2 separate regions of the Rattus norvegicus genome follow, and region 1 is linked to region 2. The links are chromatin contacts, called in public Hi-C maps. All regions are on one chromosome and are shown on one strand. Each heading gives the region's core, a stretch centred on a gene start, on an enhancer-like site or on the middle of the called end of the contact. The rest is flanking DNA. Distances are from core to core; before and after follow the strand shown.

The links. Hi-C and Micro-C count contacts between places; a contact is called where the count stands out from the background.
Region 1: a contact with region 2 is called in a Hi-C map of liver, with 2.9 times the contacts expected there. The contact joins two enhancer-like sites. A contact is called at or near these places in 4 of 12 Hi-C or Micro-C datasets (frontal cortex, hepatocytes and liver).

Annotation. Positions count from the first base shown.
Region 1 is chr6:16,316,970-16,323,726 of GRCr8, forward strand. No RefSeq gene overlaps it. Among named protein-coding and RNA genes, the nearest start is that of Zfp36l2, 78 kb to the left of the region's middle. Within about 2 kb of position 2,497, at least 29 of the 93 cell types and tissues checked have an H3K27ac peak or open chromatin away from gene starts, as enhancers often do. A contact at or near this core is called in liver, where this site is marked.
Region 2 is chr6:16,276,484-16,283,190 of GRCr8, forward strand. It overlaps LOC108351166 (a long non-coding RNA gene), which reads right to left. Exons shown (of 3, transcript XR_010052161.1): 2 at 3,949-4,036; 3 at 2,776-3,422. Among named protein-coding and RNA genes, the nearest start is that of Zfp36l2, 37 kb to the left of the region's middle. Within about 2 kb of position 3,403, at least 60 of the 93 cell types and tissues checked have an H3K27ac peak or open chromatin away from gene starts, as enhancers often do. A contact at or near this core is called in liver, where this site is marked.

The DNA of each region.
Region 1 (6,757 bases), core at 1,247-3,746, 40 kb after region 2:
AAGGATGTCCAATTGCATTCTTGAATGGAAGCCCTGAATCCCACACCTTGTGACCCAGGCCTGGGTTCCCCAACTTCTGCCCTGGAGCTTCTGGGATGAGGTCATTGGGTCTCATAGCTTACCTAGGCCCAGACTGTGACATCCTGCTGGCCTTTGCACAGTCACACTCCTGGGGACCTACTGTTGCTTCTCCTGCCCATGTGAAGCTGGCAGTCTTGTATCTGTTTCCCTTCTTGTCCTTGTTCTCAGAGGTGACCCGTGGATCAATGGAACAGTGGCCGGGAGTACATATGACTTCATGTCAGAAGCAGGATGAAAGGGCAGGTCCATACTGGTCTTCCCTGTCAGTGGAGTTGAATAGCAAGAGGAGGCCCAGATTGGCATACGAGGCAGCCCAAACCCCAACCCCGTGCCAGGAGGATACCTGCATGGACAGGCAGGAAGAAATGCCAGCCCACCAGGCTGCCCTCTGGGACCCCAAGAGACAGCTCCTCAGGTACAGACTTTTAAACAGCGTCCACTTTCCCTTCAGTTATCTGGAACAAAAGAAATTGTTCCTAAGGTGCAAAAAGGAAACCACAAAAAGCAAGAGAGCCCACTACTAAGGTCGTAACATCTTCACCATCAGCTGAGGAGCAGAGCCCAGAGCACCTTGTGCACTGGAGCCCAGCCCTAGGAGCCAGAAGCTTTGCCCAGCACTGTCTTCTCCTGTCTCTCCTGCAACATTGGCCCCACAGGAGGCTGCAGCCTCCAGGACTTCAGTGCTCCGTTGTCACACAGAGCCACTGCTAGGCAAGCATTGTGGTGACAATAGAGAGGTTGGAGCACTGGGAAAAGGGTTAAGGCCACCTGGCTAAACCTCAGAGCTCTTGGTCCTGTTCTGCCCCGAGTTGAATTCTCATCAGTGCTCTTGGGGCAGTAGACCTCCAGATTTGTCACCATTGCTGACCTCTTGATTGTGGTCTGCCTAGACCAGAGGGATCCTTTCCCAAGTTCTAGAACACACCCTAGCCAGCTCTCCTGGGGCTCCAACTGTTGTACCCCTTCCTCAGTTGCAGACCTGGTTCTAATCCTACTCAACCCTGATTGTCTTTGTTGGCAAGAGCACACATCCTGGGTTTGCCTGTCTTTTGAATTCTTCCCCCTCTCTTAAGAAACGAAAGCAAACATTAATTTTATTTTATAGGACTGTAGGTGTATAATACCAATACCATGCCTGGTTCTTCTTAAAAAATGTATTTTATTCTCTTTTTATCTTAAGAAGATTTTTCATTAAATTGTCCAAGCGCTCCTGAAACTCAAAATTCCCCCGTCTCAGCCTCTTGAGTAGGCAAAGACTGGTGTGTGCTTCCAGACCCTACTCTCCATTTTTCTAAGAGCTTAGTCAATACCTAGCAAGAATGGCTGGTTGAACCCACAGATCTGGTGCCCTATTTTCCTGGTAGCTTCTGCCTTCCTCTCTAGTTGGACCTGGATGCTGCCGGGTACCAGCAAGCGGGGGAGTGGGGAGAGGAGGGAGGAGGTACTGAGGGGATTGGCTGGTGTGAACCAATTGTTTGCCTTTGTTCAGGAATCAAGCTTGTTGTTCAAGGCTTGCCCCCTCCAGGAGGGTCTCTGACTGGAAACAGCCAGGCGGCCTGCTGGGCTCCTTCCTGGAGTCTCCAGGAGGTCCTGTCCACTCCCCTCCATCCTCAGTAGCACTCTCCTCAGCCACAGATTCTGCAGGCTGGGCTCCAAACTTTATTTACTTAGACCTCTAGGCCCAGCAGGAGCTCTGGGAGCACAGGTGAGTGCTAGGCAGACTTGGGGTGTGCTGGTTTCCTCCTGGGAATCTCAGAAACTCTCCAAGGCTACTTTTACTGAGCCTTCATTTTCTCATCTATCAGATGGGCTCATAGCCACACCTGCTTCTCAGATGGGTCCTCAACATGTCACCCAGCACCCCAGGCAGTGTGTGTGTGTGTGTGTGTGTGTGTGTGTGTGTGTGTGTGTGTGTGTGTGTGTGCGCGCGCGCGCGCGCGCGCGTACACAAGCACCCCTGCATGCCAACCGTGGCTCATTGTTGTCAGAGCTAGCTGCTGAGAGAGAATTCACGCAGGACGGTGTCCACTTGCTCTCTGCCTGCTGTGCTGGTTACCCTCTACTCCACACGACTTGGGCCTGAGCATGTACCTCTTCCCCTTGGCCAGCACTTCTCACGACGTGGGGTTGTCCACGCTAGCCTCTGCAGCATGCAGTGTCAGCCTGAGGACAGCGTAGGCTTGCCAACAAGGCCCAAAGGTTGCCCCAACCACATGGGGCTGACACACTGGCATGCCGGTGGGTCAACCCGCATCTGCAGCAGGCTGCTGAGTCTCTGTTCTCTCTGACCTTGCTGCATCATCAGCCAAATGGTCAGCACAATGGCTTCTCCTTCCTCAGGTGAGGGGTAAGGGTGGGTGAGCCTGGGAAGCCGGGAGGAGGGGACACCATGCTGAGCACAGGCCCGCAAGCTCCCTGGGGTGGAGCTAGGCTCAGAGTCTGGAGGCTTCACCATGTGGCTGCCGCCTCCCTCCCCAAGCCTGGACCGTGTGCCTGGGTTCACAGCGCCCCCTGCTGGTAGGATCTCTCAGAAGCTCCCTGTGGGCAGCCCGAACCCCACATTCCTTAACTTTGACCCCGGGTGGGGGGGGGTCTTTCCCTCTGGAAGCCCATTTTAAATCAAAAGTGCCTCGAAAAGCCAATGCAGTATTAAGTCCGGGCTGGGGGGTGGAATGGGAGAGCTGGGGTTCCCAGGATAAAGTTTAGTAGGCTCCTGGGTCTTTGAAATCTCTGCCAACCCAAGCCACATGGACTGGTGGGGGACATCACACAGGAGCAGGCTTGAGGAGTGAGGAATCCTCCCTGCTTACTCTGGGCTTGACCCTCTTCAGATCTGCAGAAGGCAGGGCGATCTTGAGTCCCGCCTGCTTATCTCCTCTGTCAGACCCTCACTACACAGTAGAGGGTTTCCCAACGGCCTCTGGGAGAGTCAGCAAGCTCTTCCCCACCATGAGCCCCTTGTACTGCTCTTGAGACTTCCCCTACACTATTTTCTTTCCAGGCTGCTTGTATCTAGCCAAATAAAAACTCCCCCTTCCTCCAGGAAGCCTTCCTAGATGGCCTCAGGCTTTTGCAGACTTCTCACACATACTGCGTTGTCTTGTACATATGTTACCCGATCCTTGCACATAGGTTATCTGCTGCCTTTTTTCCTGGAGCTCTGAGAAGGTCCAGGGACAGATCGTATGTGCCCTTTTGTTTTAGACAGTCTTACAAAGCCCAGACAGGACTCACATTTACTATGTAGCCCAGGCTAGTCTTGAACTTACTGTTCTCCTGCCTCAGCTCCACAGTGCTGGGACTAAAGTAATTTTAAGATCAGCTGTGCTCGTATTTGTGTGGTCTTGCCCCTGGGGCATATTGGCCATGTCTATTGATAATTCTGGGGATGTGGGTAGGGGCTGGATGCTACTGGCATCTTAGAATAAATGTCAGGGATGCAGTGACTGTCCTACAAGGCACAGAGAATAGCCCAGGTTATGAATGCTGATTGAAATAAATTCAGATCTGGTATTTTTTTATTATAGTGACCAAGGTCAATGGGTCCCACGGGAGACATGATCACTCCACTGAGAGGACAGAGCAAGGACTCTGAGTCCACTCTAACTGTTCCTTCTTTGTCCTTTCTAGTTCTGGGTACCCTGCAACACTTTTCTGGTTTGAATGTGGCTTGTGCAAGTGGAGCTGGGCCTAAGCCAAGGAGGAGGATTCAGACCTGAATTAGAGCCCTTAGGGTACTGTGGCCAGCCCTTGGGAGCAGAGAGTACCTGACCTCGTCTATAAATGGGGATGGAATGACCCCTTTCAGTCCCAATGGGCTGAGGCCCTCAGCTGTCCCTGTGTGTTCAGCATTTCTGTCTGCTGATGGGTGGGGCACTATTCCCAGAGCCAGATGTGGGAGGTGGTTGTGGCAGTAAGTGCCCTCCTGGGAAACAGCTGTCAGAACAAGAACGCTTTGACAAGCGCATCAAAGCCGCTTGCGTGTCCCCTAGGGACTGACTGGGTGGGTGGGACAGAGCTGAACCTTCAGCCAGGAACAGCTGTTGGCCAGGCCCCAGTGCAGCAGTGGGGGCCGAGGAAGGCATCCCCCTTTAGTTGGAGTTAGGAGTGTCCCAGAGGCTAATCATCATGACACAGCCTTCTTCTGCACACTTCTAGGTGGGCTTGGGCAGTCCAGGGTTCTCGTGCCCACATGGAGGCTACTGTCTCCTGTGGAGAACTCTGTAGGGTCCTGGCTCCCATTTCCTGGGGGTGGCGCTCCAAAGGAGGGGCAGGGATGTGAGTGTGCAGGGAGGGAGGCTCTCTCACCCTCTCAAGCCATGGAGATCCAGAGCACCCCCATGTGAGGGTTCAAACCTGCTTTTCCTTTCAAAGGACCGCCTCCAAGTCCACACCCAGGGCCCAAACCTGACTAAACAAAGGATAGAGCTTTGAGGAGAACAGGAAGTGCCCCCTGATGCTCCCCTGCTCTCGCATTCTCCACAGCTAAGCCGCACAGCAGCATCTCCTGGGGGCCAGGAGTGTGCATGTACCTGAGACACGGGAAAGGCCCAATATCCTTGGATCTATCCCATGGCATTGTGGGTCAGGGAATGTTCTGGGGCCAGCCCTGGGGTCAAATGCTGCAAAGTTGTGTGTGTGTGTGTGTGTGTGTGTAGCTGGTGCTCAATACATGCTGGCAAATGTGGATATAATATAATATAATATAATATAATATAATATAATATATAAAATATGTAGTCTAGTGTTATAATCATCACAGTTGCCATTTCAGTTCCTAGAATGAAGTTTTAAGCAAACCTACTGCTTTAGCGTAGAGTGAAAATGAGGCCCTTTCTCTGGGAGCCCTGAGGTATGGCAGTTGGGAGAGATGGGCCCCAGAAACATTTCAGGCACTTGGGTTCAGGATGTAAACTGCAGGTGCGGCCTGTCTAGGGTTGGCTGAGTTCCTGTCACCTTAAGGGACTGTGTGTGTCAGTGTGTGTAGGTAGGTGACTGCAGTTCGTGATCTGTTTGGGCATGTGTGTGTGAGACAAGTGTACAACTGGGTGGGGCTGTGGGCAAGCTCATCGTGGGTATTGGTGTGGGCTTGTGGGCCCAGATCTCGCCTTCATGGGATGGTTTGGTGTGTGCGTCTAACCATCTGATGGCCTCACTTCCCTCAGTGAGGGGATGTCCACATGTGCTGTGTGTGTGGCTGAGGGACTGGCCATTGGGTCCTTTCTGACAGAGTTGTAGGTCTTGCGGGCATGCCAGTGGAATGAAGGGGTCCATGGATGTCACACAGGCCTGTCCCCAAGGAGCACTGGGCTCAGAGGCTGTGTTGGTCTGGGAAGCATCCTTTACTCTTCTCTCTCTCTCTCTCTCTCTCTCTCTCTCTCTCTCTCCTTCCTTCCTTCCTTCCTTCCTTCCTTCCTTCCTTCCTTCCTTCCTTCCTTCACTTTCTGATTCTTTACTTTTGTTTTGCTTTGTTTTTCAAGACAGGGTTTCTCTGGTTGTGGCCCCAGCTGTCATGGAATTCACTCAGTAGACCAGGCTAGCCTTGAACTCCGTTGGGATTAAAGGTGTATCCCTCCACACCTGGCTGGCAGTTCCTTGTAAGAGAAAGCAGCTGGCCTCCTTTCTCAAGCATCTCTGTGCACCTCACAGCGCATGGGAAGTGTATCGGGGTTCCAGTTACCCTATGTCCGTGTCAGCGCTTGGCGCTGTCAATGGTTTTGAGTTCAGTGGTTCTTAGTTATTCCCTATGTTTTTCTGGTTCCGTAGGGTTTTTGCCTGGTGCAGCCCCTAAGGAGTAGGCTTCTGACAGACATCACACAATTTTTTTTCAGTATAGATGTATCTCGAATATTACTTGGGAGATATTCATGTTAAAAAGTTATTTATTATTTGCTACAAATCCTTGCAGGGTTCCTCACAGCTTCCTTGCCCACACTTAAGTGAGGTAAGGGTTTGATGCAGAAGTGGACAGACAGACAGCCAACCCAGGTCACCCCGTCAGTTTGTACTTGTTGACTGTGTCTCCTGGGGCTCATGTTGGGTGTGGTTCACACTGAGGCTCACTGTGTGTGCCTGGTGGGTCCACATAGTCTAGCTCTATGAACCCAAGCAGTGGTCAGGGTAGCTCCCGGAGTCTCTGGAAGCAGACTGGCCTGGTTTGCAAATACTGAGCCATACTGTAGTCGTAGATTGAGTGCACATTCGTTCCAAGAGAGCAGGGTTACATCATAGTCCCCAGCTCTCAAGGCTTGTCCCTGAGAACATCAGAAGTGCAAAGCTAGCAGGGGACACTTTCAGAGGGGTGTGGCTTTCTTTGTATGCTGTCCATACAAACCTAGAATTTGACCTCCGTGTATTCTGGACCTCGTGGGATCTAAGGAGAAATGTGGGTCCTTCTCTGAGTAAGGTTTCAAACATGGAGAACGGAATCAGGAATGTCAAAGCAATGAGACACAGACCTCTAAGCAGAGAGCCAGCTCTGAGAGTACCGCAGTGTTTCTCTTTAAAGGTTTTCATCTTTATTTTAATTTTATATGTATGGGTGTTTGGCCAACATGCATGTCTATATACCACATGTATGCATGCTTATAGAACCTAGAAGGCCTGAAATCCCCTGAGATTGGCACTATACGTGTTTGTGAGCTGCCACATGGGTGCTGGAATTGAACCCACGTCC
Region 2 (6,707 bases), core at 2,153-4,652:
AGACCCCAAAGCAAGAGCAAGTGCAGACCCCAAGGCAAGAGCAAGTGCAGACCCCAAAGCAAGAGCAAGTGCAGAGCCAGCACGGGCAGAGTTAGGCTCTGGGCAGCAGTCTCCTTACTTCCCCAAGGTACAGCATGTGTCTGCCTGACAAGAACGCCTCTCTTTACATTGGAGTCCCCAGAGGACAGCAAATGGCAAGCTATCTGGTCGTTTGGTCTGACATCACACCCCCTTGTCCTCCGTGTGCACATTTGCTCCCTTAATTTGTCCCCAGGGCACTCTGAAGGACATGAACAGGCCCCTCCACTGTACAGAGAAGAAACTGGGTAAATCCAGGGAAGCTCTGTGGTACTGGCCTTCAACAGGGGCAAGTTAGGAAGGATTCTCAGGAAACTCCCTTCAAGGACACCCTACTCTGGTCACATAGAGCTGTCCCAGACAGCTATGACTTGTTTGCACCCCTCACGGCATGTGGCTTAGTGCTGAGTCCTTCAATGACTGGAGGGAGCTATCAGAATGTACTAAATGAGTTCTTCTTTGCTTAAGGCCAGTAGGAGTTTCAATCTCTTGTGAGAGAAGGTGCGGCTGACTAAGCCCACCCTCATAGCTCCTCGCCTGGACGTGCTGGGTCTCCTTGCACCATTTACCACAGCCCTCGGGGAGGTGTGAGATGACTCAGGACCTGTGTGGGATCACACTGCTAGTCAGCAGAGAGGCCCAGACATCATCCTAATCTCTGGGGCCCAAAATTGGCCATTGTTGGACTGGTGAGATGGCTCAGTAGTTAAGAGCACTTACTGCTCTTGCAGAGGACCTAGATACAAGTTCCTAGCTCTCAAACTGGGTGGTTCACAACCACATGTTACTTCAGCTCCCAAGGATCAGATCTCTCTGACCTCCTTGGGAGCCCGCACACACACTCGTGCACACGCGCGCGCGCGCGCGCACACACACACACACACAAACACACATACACACAAACACACACATACACACACAAACACAGACACACATACACAAACACACACACAAACACACAGACACACACAGACACACATACATATACACACACAAACACACAGACACACATACATATACAACACACACATATACACATACACACAAACATACACAAACACACATACACAAACACACACATACACACATACATACACACATACACACAAACACACACATACACATAAACATACATACACACAAACACACACACATACACACAAACACATACACACAGACACACACAGACACACACATACATACACACATACACACAAACACACACACATACACACAAACAGACATACACACAAATACACACACATACACACAAACACATACACACACAGACACACAGACACACAGACACACACACACACACTCGTGCCCACCTTCCCCAGCACTGGAGAGGCGACAGATCTCTGAGTTTAAAAGCCACTCTGGTCTACAGAGCAAGTTCTAGAACAGTCAGGGCTACACGGTAAGTGAGACCTTATCTCTAAAGTTTAAAAATAGGTCTTGGGGTAAAAGGATGGCTCAGTAATTAAGAGCACTGGCTGGTTTTGTAGAAGACCCGGCTTTGATTCCCAACACCTACATGGTGGCTTACAACTGTCTGTAATTCTAGTTTCAGGGAAATCTGAGGTCCTCTCTGGCTTCTAAAAGTACTGACAGGGCATACAAATGGCACACAGGCATGCATTCTGTCAAAACACCCATAAAATCACAAAAGGTATAAAATAAGTCAGCAACTGAGCATGGTTCGCTTCTGTAGTATGGGCACCATAAAGTGAGCTGTACATTAAGGGTGAGAAGTCAGGTCTCTCAGTCAAAAGGATGGGGCAGGTGGGAAGGGACAAGAGCCACTGTGAATGGAGTCAGGCTAAGAAGAGGGACCACAAGGCGTGACCTGGGCAAGACCTGAGGGTGAGTGGGTCAGGCACAGAGCTCCAAGGCTAGGATGTGGGGAGAGAAACCTGCTGGATTTGTTAAAGAAGGTTGTTTCTACACCGGGCTAGCTACTCAGCTGTGTCTGGGGTGCCTTCTTCTGTCCCATTGCTCAAGGCAAGGATTCTTCTCTTAATAAGGACAAGGAAGGGGTTGGGGATTTAGCTCAGTGGTAGAGCGCTTGCCTAGGAAGCGCAAGGCCCTGGGTTTGGTCCCCAGCTCCGAAAAAAAGAACCTAAATAAATAAATAAATAAATAAGGACAAGGAAATGGAGGGTCAGAGATGGGCGCTAACTTCCAGAACTGTCCAGCCCAATTCAAATCTACAACTCCAGCTGGAGAAATTAGATAGGAATTCCACTCATTTTTCCTCTTTCTTTTTTGATGATCCTAGGGGTTGGACTTGGGGCCTTGGCCAGGCCAGGTCAGGCCAGCACACCTCTGTCGAGGCGAATTTCCAGCAATTTGGATCACTGATTCGGATGAGAACACAGTGAGCCTGGGCTCCCCTCCCCCACCACTTCATCCCCGTGGGCTTAGGATGGAAACCTAAAGCCTCTTCAGCAGTGGCCCAGGTGGGCAGGTTTATCCTCAGGAGCTGGCGCCCAGCTCCCCAGAGGATTGCCCACCACAGCTTCCATGAGAAAAGGGGTTTAGGGGCTCTGGCTAGATCCTGCTGGGAATCATCAATGCTTTCACTGAGGGGTGCTGAGGGAAGGAGCAGGGCCTGCTGGGACCCTCACACCACCCCCACAGCTGAATATCCCCTGGGGTTCTGGGTGTTTCATTTAACACTAGGTCCCCACACACTTTTTTTTTTTTTACCCCAACCGCAGGAGACATATAGATCTTTTAAAAATGAGTAGCATAAACCTGAGGGCGGTGGTGTAATTCAGTAATCCCAGCACTCACTCGGGGAAGGGGAACCAGGAGGATTAAGAAGTCAAGGCCATTCTGGACGCCGACGGCTGCATGAGACCTCGGCCTCAAAAAAAAAAGTTACAGCCATCCTTATGGTCAAAGACGTAGCCTGGGTTGCAGAACACAAGGCTTATTCTGCACAACACAAATGCTTGCATGCATGCTGCACCCGCGAAGGGATAAAGGCAAAGTCACTGATTCACCAAACGCCTCTAAGGTGCAGGATTGTTCTTCCAACATTTTACAGATGGGGAGCCTGGGCCTTGCTTGGCCACCCCCATCACCCCCCTAATCTTCCAGAAGCCCAAGCTCTGTTAGATGGCTGCTCCCAGGACACTGCCTTGCCCACACCCCTCTCTTCTCCCTGGAGCGGCTCTCCCTCGCCAACAGGGTGCAGGCAGAGATAACTCAGTTGTTCTGGGCCTGGCCCAGCTGTTGGGAGGCCAGGATGGCATCCAGCAGGCTCTGGGGCTGTTCATTAAGAAAGAACCCGGGCCTGGCAGGCCTGCTGTTTGTGGGGAAACAATGAGTCAGCCCTGGAAGGAGAAGGGGGTGTGAGTCAGCCTGGGAAGGGAGGGGGAGTGGTACCCAGCAGCCTGGCCTCCAGCTTTTCCCAAGCTAGCTTGGCCTGTCTCCCCCACTTCTCCTCCCCTCCCTCACTGCCCCCTCCCCCCCTGTCTTTAGGAGGTTCAACCAATTTCCTTTTTCTGTTATTTGGCTGTGATAGGGAAAGTATTGAAAAATAGAAAGTGCCCTAGACAGGAAAACACTGAAACCTGAACCCAGTGGCCTGTGCCAGAACCCCAGTTGGAGGTGGATGGCAAGTCAGGATGAATCCTGGGCCCCAGTCCTGGGCTCTGCTGGGTGGTGGCTGAAGCCCCTTTAGGTGGGGACTTGATGGGGTGACAGCTGGAGATCACATAGAGAAAGATAGGTCCTGTGGGAGGGTCACTGGCACTGGTCCCTACATGGGAAACAGACTTCCTGTTTATACTTATTTACTCCTTATTTGGTGCTGGAGATGGAATGTAGAATCTCATGCCAGCCAGGCAAGGGCCTTACCTGTGGAATACACCCCCACACAGACTTCTTTAAAAAGACTTCCAAGATGGGTGGTGGTGCTGGTGCTGGTGCTGGTGCTCTTTTAATCCTAGCATTTGGGGAGGCAGAGGCAGGTGTGAATCTGAGGCCAGCCTGCTTTACAAAGCAAGTTCAAACCCATGTCTCGGAAAACAACAATACTATGAATATTTTATATAATAAATAATAATTATTATAATTATGCATTTCCACGTAGTCCCAGGGTCTCCCTTAGAGCCACGTGAGGATATAGTACAAATGCTTAGTACAGCATCTACTCATCGATGATTCTCTCAGGTTATAGCAGGTGCCACAAACCACACCAGTGATCTCTGCATGTGCACACGCACGCACACACACACGCACACACACACACACACACACACACACACACACACACACCACATACCCACAGGCCAGCCACTTCTTCCCAGTTACCCAGGACAGGATGTTCTCTTGGCGTCAGCAGGGCAGAGGGAATTGACTGGAAGTTACAGAGCAAACTGATTTGTTCATGCAAAGCTTCCTAGGGTGCCACTGAGTCAGACCCCAGAGAAGGGCGGTTGGGTTGGCGAGGCCCGGGATCAGAAGAGCCAGCTGTGACAACAGATAACCGCTCTACAATAGAGCCCTGAACTGACAGAGCCTTATCTGCCCTGTGTGCAGGGAGGATGGTGGGGCCTCAGGGTAGGAGGTTTTCTAGAGGTGGGAGAGAGAGCCGGGTCTTACCTAGGCTTGGGCTATCTGGGAGGCTGAGGCAGGAGGATTTAAGGCCAACTTGGTGGGTGGTGCACACCTCTAATCCAGCACTCAGGGTAGAGGCAGATGGATCTCTGAGTGTGAGGCCTGCTTGGTCTACAGCAAGTTCTAGGCCAGGGCTACACAGGCGTGTACAACTTCCAGAGTGGCTTGGGCAGTATGTGCAAGGTCCTAGAGTCACCATACTCAGGAAAGACAGAAGAGAGAAAGACAAATGCCTACTGTGACTGGAACCGGGCCTTTGGGAAGGCAGCCACACGCAAGGCAACTAACTGTCCCAGAGTATCTGCCCTCCAACCAATCTGCTCATCCAGCTGCAGGATCATGATCCAAGAGAGTAGCCATTAACCCTTGTTCTCCAGATCCACTGAGCAATGGGGAGCCAGCAGAAACTTTGGAGGGAAGGCAGGGTTCGGGCTGGCTTTTGTGCTTTGATAAGAGATCAGGAAGGGAGATGAGGTTTGAATATTACATGAGAACTGGTAACTGGCCTCAGGCAGTGGGGATGCCAAGGAAGAGATTGTGCAGGGGCTCAGAAGACCCAGTTTCAGCTCTGCTCTGGCCTGGTCTTCAGAGAGCAACCCTCCTTGACCTCTGACCTCTGGCCGCCTGCTGCCAGCAAAGCTCAGGAAGTGGCTGTTCGTTCAGCTGATGCCAACTCAGGGACATTAAGTGCAGGACCTAGGACAGGAACGACCCAGCAGGCAGTTGGGACCAGCAGTTGTCCAACAACAGATCTAGAAGAAACATCACTTTGACTCTCTCCCTAGTCCAGCCTCCGAGCAGTTTCCCTTTGGATTCCACTCCACACCACAGGTTCTCTCTGGCCCTGGGAGACAGCGGACATTTCCCAAAGGGGCAGGTACAGGCCTGAGTGCGGAATGCACTAGTCACTTACCGTTTCCTGAGACTAATTAGCCTCAGTGGAGAATAACTATTCTCTCAGTGACCAGCTCACTGTGAACCCAGACCACAGACAAATTCCTTAATTGAACTAAAGCTTTCAACGGGCACAGATGGCCTTAGAGTGTCTGCAAAAGCAGAGTCTGATCCAGTGGACCTGTACAGAGGAAACATTGTCACTGTGAACTTGGTAATGGTGACACTGCTACCTTTGAGGCCTCAGACCTCTGTCTAGAGGGGTAGAAATCACTCTGGCTGTCAGTCACTGTAGACAGTTACCACAAGCTATCTGTGACTAAAAGAGCCAAGTAGGAGCGATCTGGGTAAGGTGAAGGGTCTCTTTCGTTATCAAGGGCACTGTGGCTGTTCTAGACTTTGTTGGCAAGGTCCTCGAGGCACACACAGGCAAGTCCAGGACAGGGAGGATAGGACCTTGGGGGGTGACGCCCCTTTTCTGAGTTCAGTAAGTGTGGGTAGTTTGGGCACTAAGAAATGAGGCGGGGTCTGGGAGCACTGTGTGAACCAACTGGGAGTTATTTCCAGAGCCGTTGGTTTTAGGTCTTGGACTTTGTATTTCCGTTTCCTCCTGGCCCTGGCCTTTAGCTGCCTCATGTGCGCCTGTGTCCCTTCTTGGAAGTAAGCTAAGACCAGACTCAGTAAGCAGGGGACCTGGCAGCCCCGGGGTTTAGTGTGGGTGCTGGCTTAGCTGGCTTAGCAGCCTCTGTCCCAGCCTGAAGTAGCGCAGGTCGCCGCAGGCAGGAAAGCTTCCTTTTCTTTCTGGCAAGGGCCGGAGGAGGGGAGTTCCCCTTCTCTGTTTGTTTTGATTCTGTTGTTTTCTTAAAGACAGGAAGGAAAGCTACCATCACTTTTTCGGTTCTGCGAACAATAAAGGCAGGCAGGAGGATGTCCCCTGCCAAGTCCACACCTTCTCCGCTCGTCCCGCCCCCAGCGAGGCCCCAACTCGGGCTGGTTAGAGGGGCTGCCCTCACCTCTGAATTGCTTTGACTTTTCTGAGTCCTATGTATAAAAATGGGAATCCTCAAATTCCCTTTACAAGGTTGCCAAGGGTTAAAAAAAAA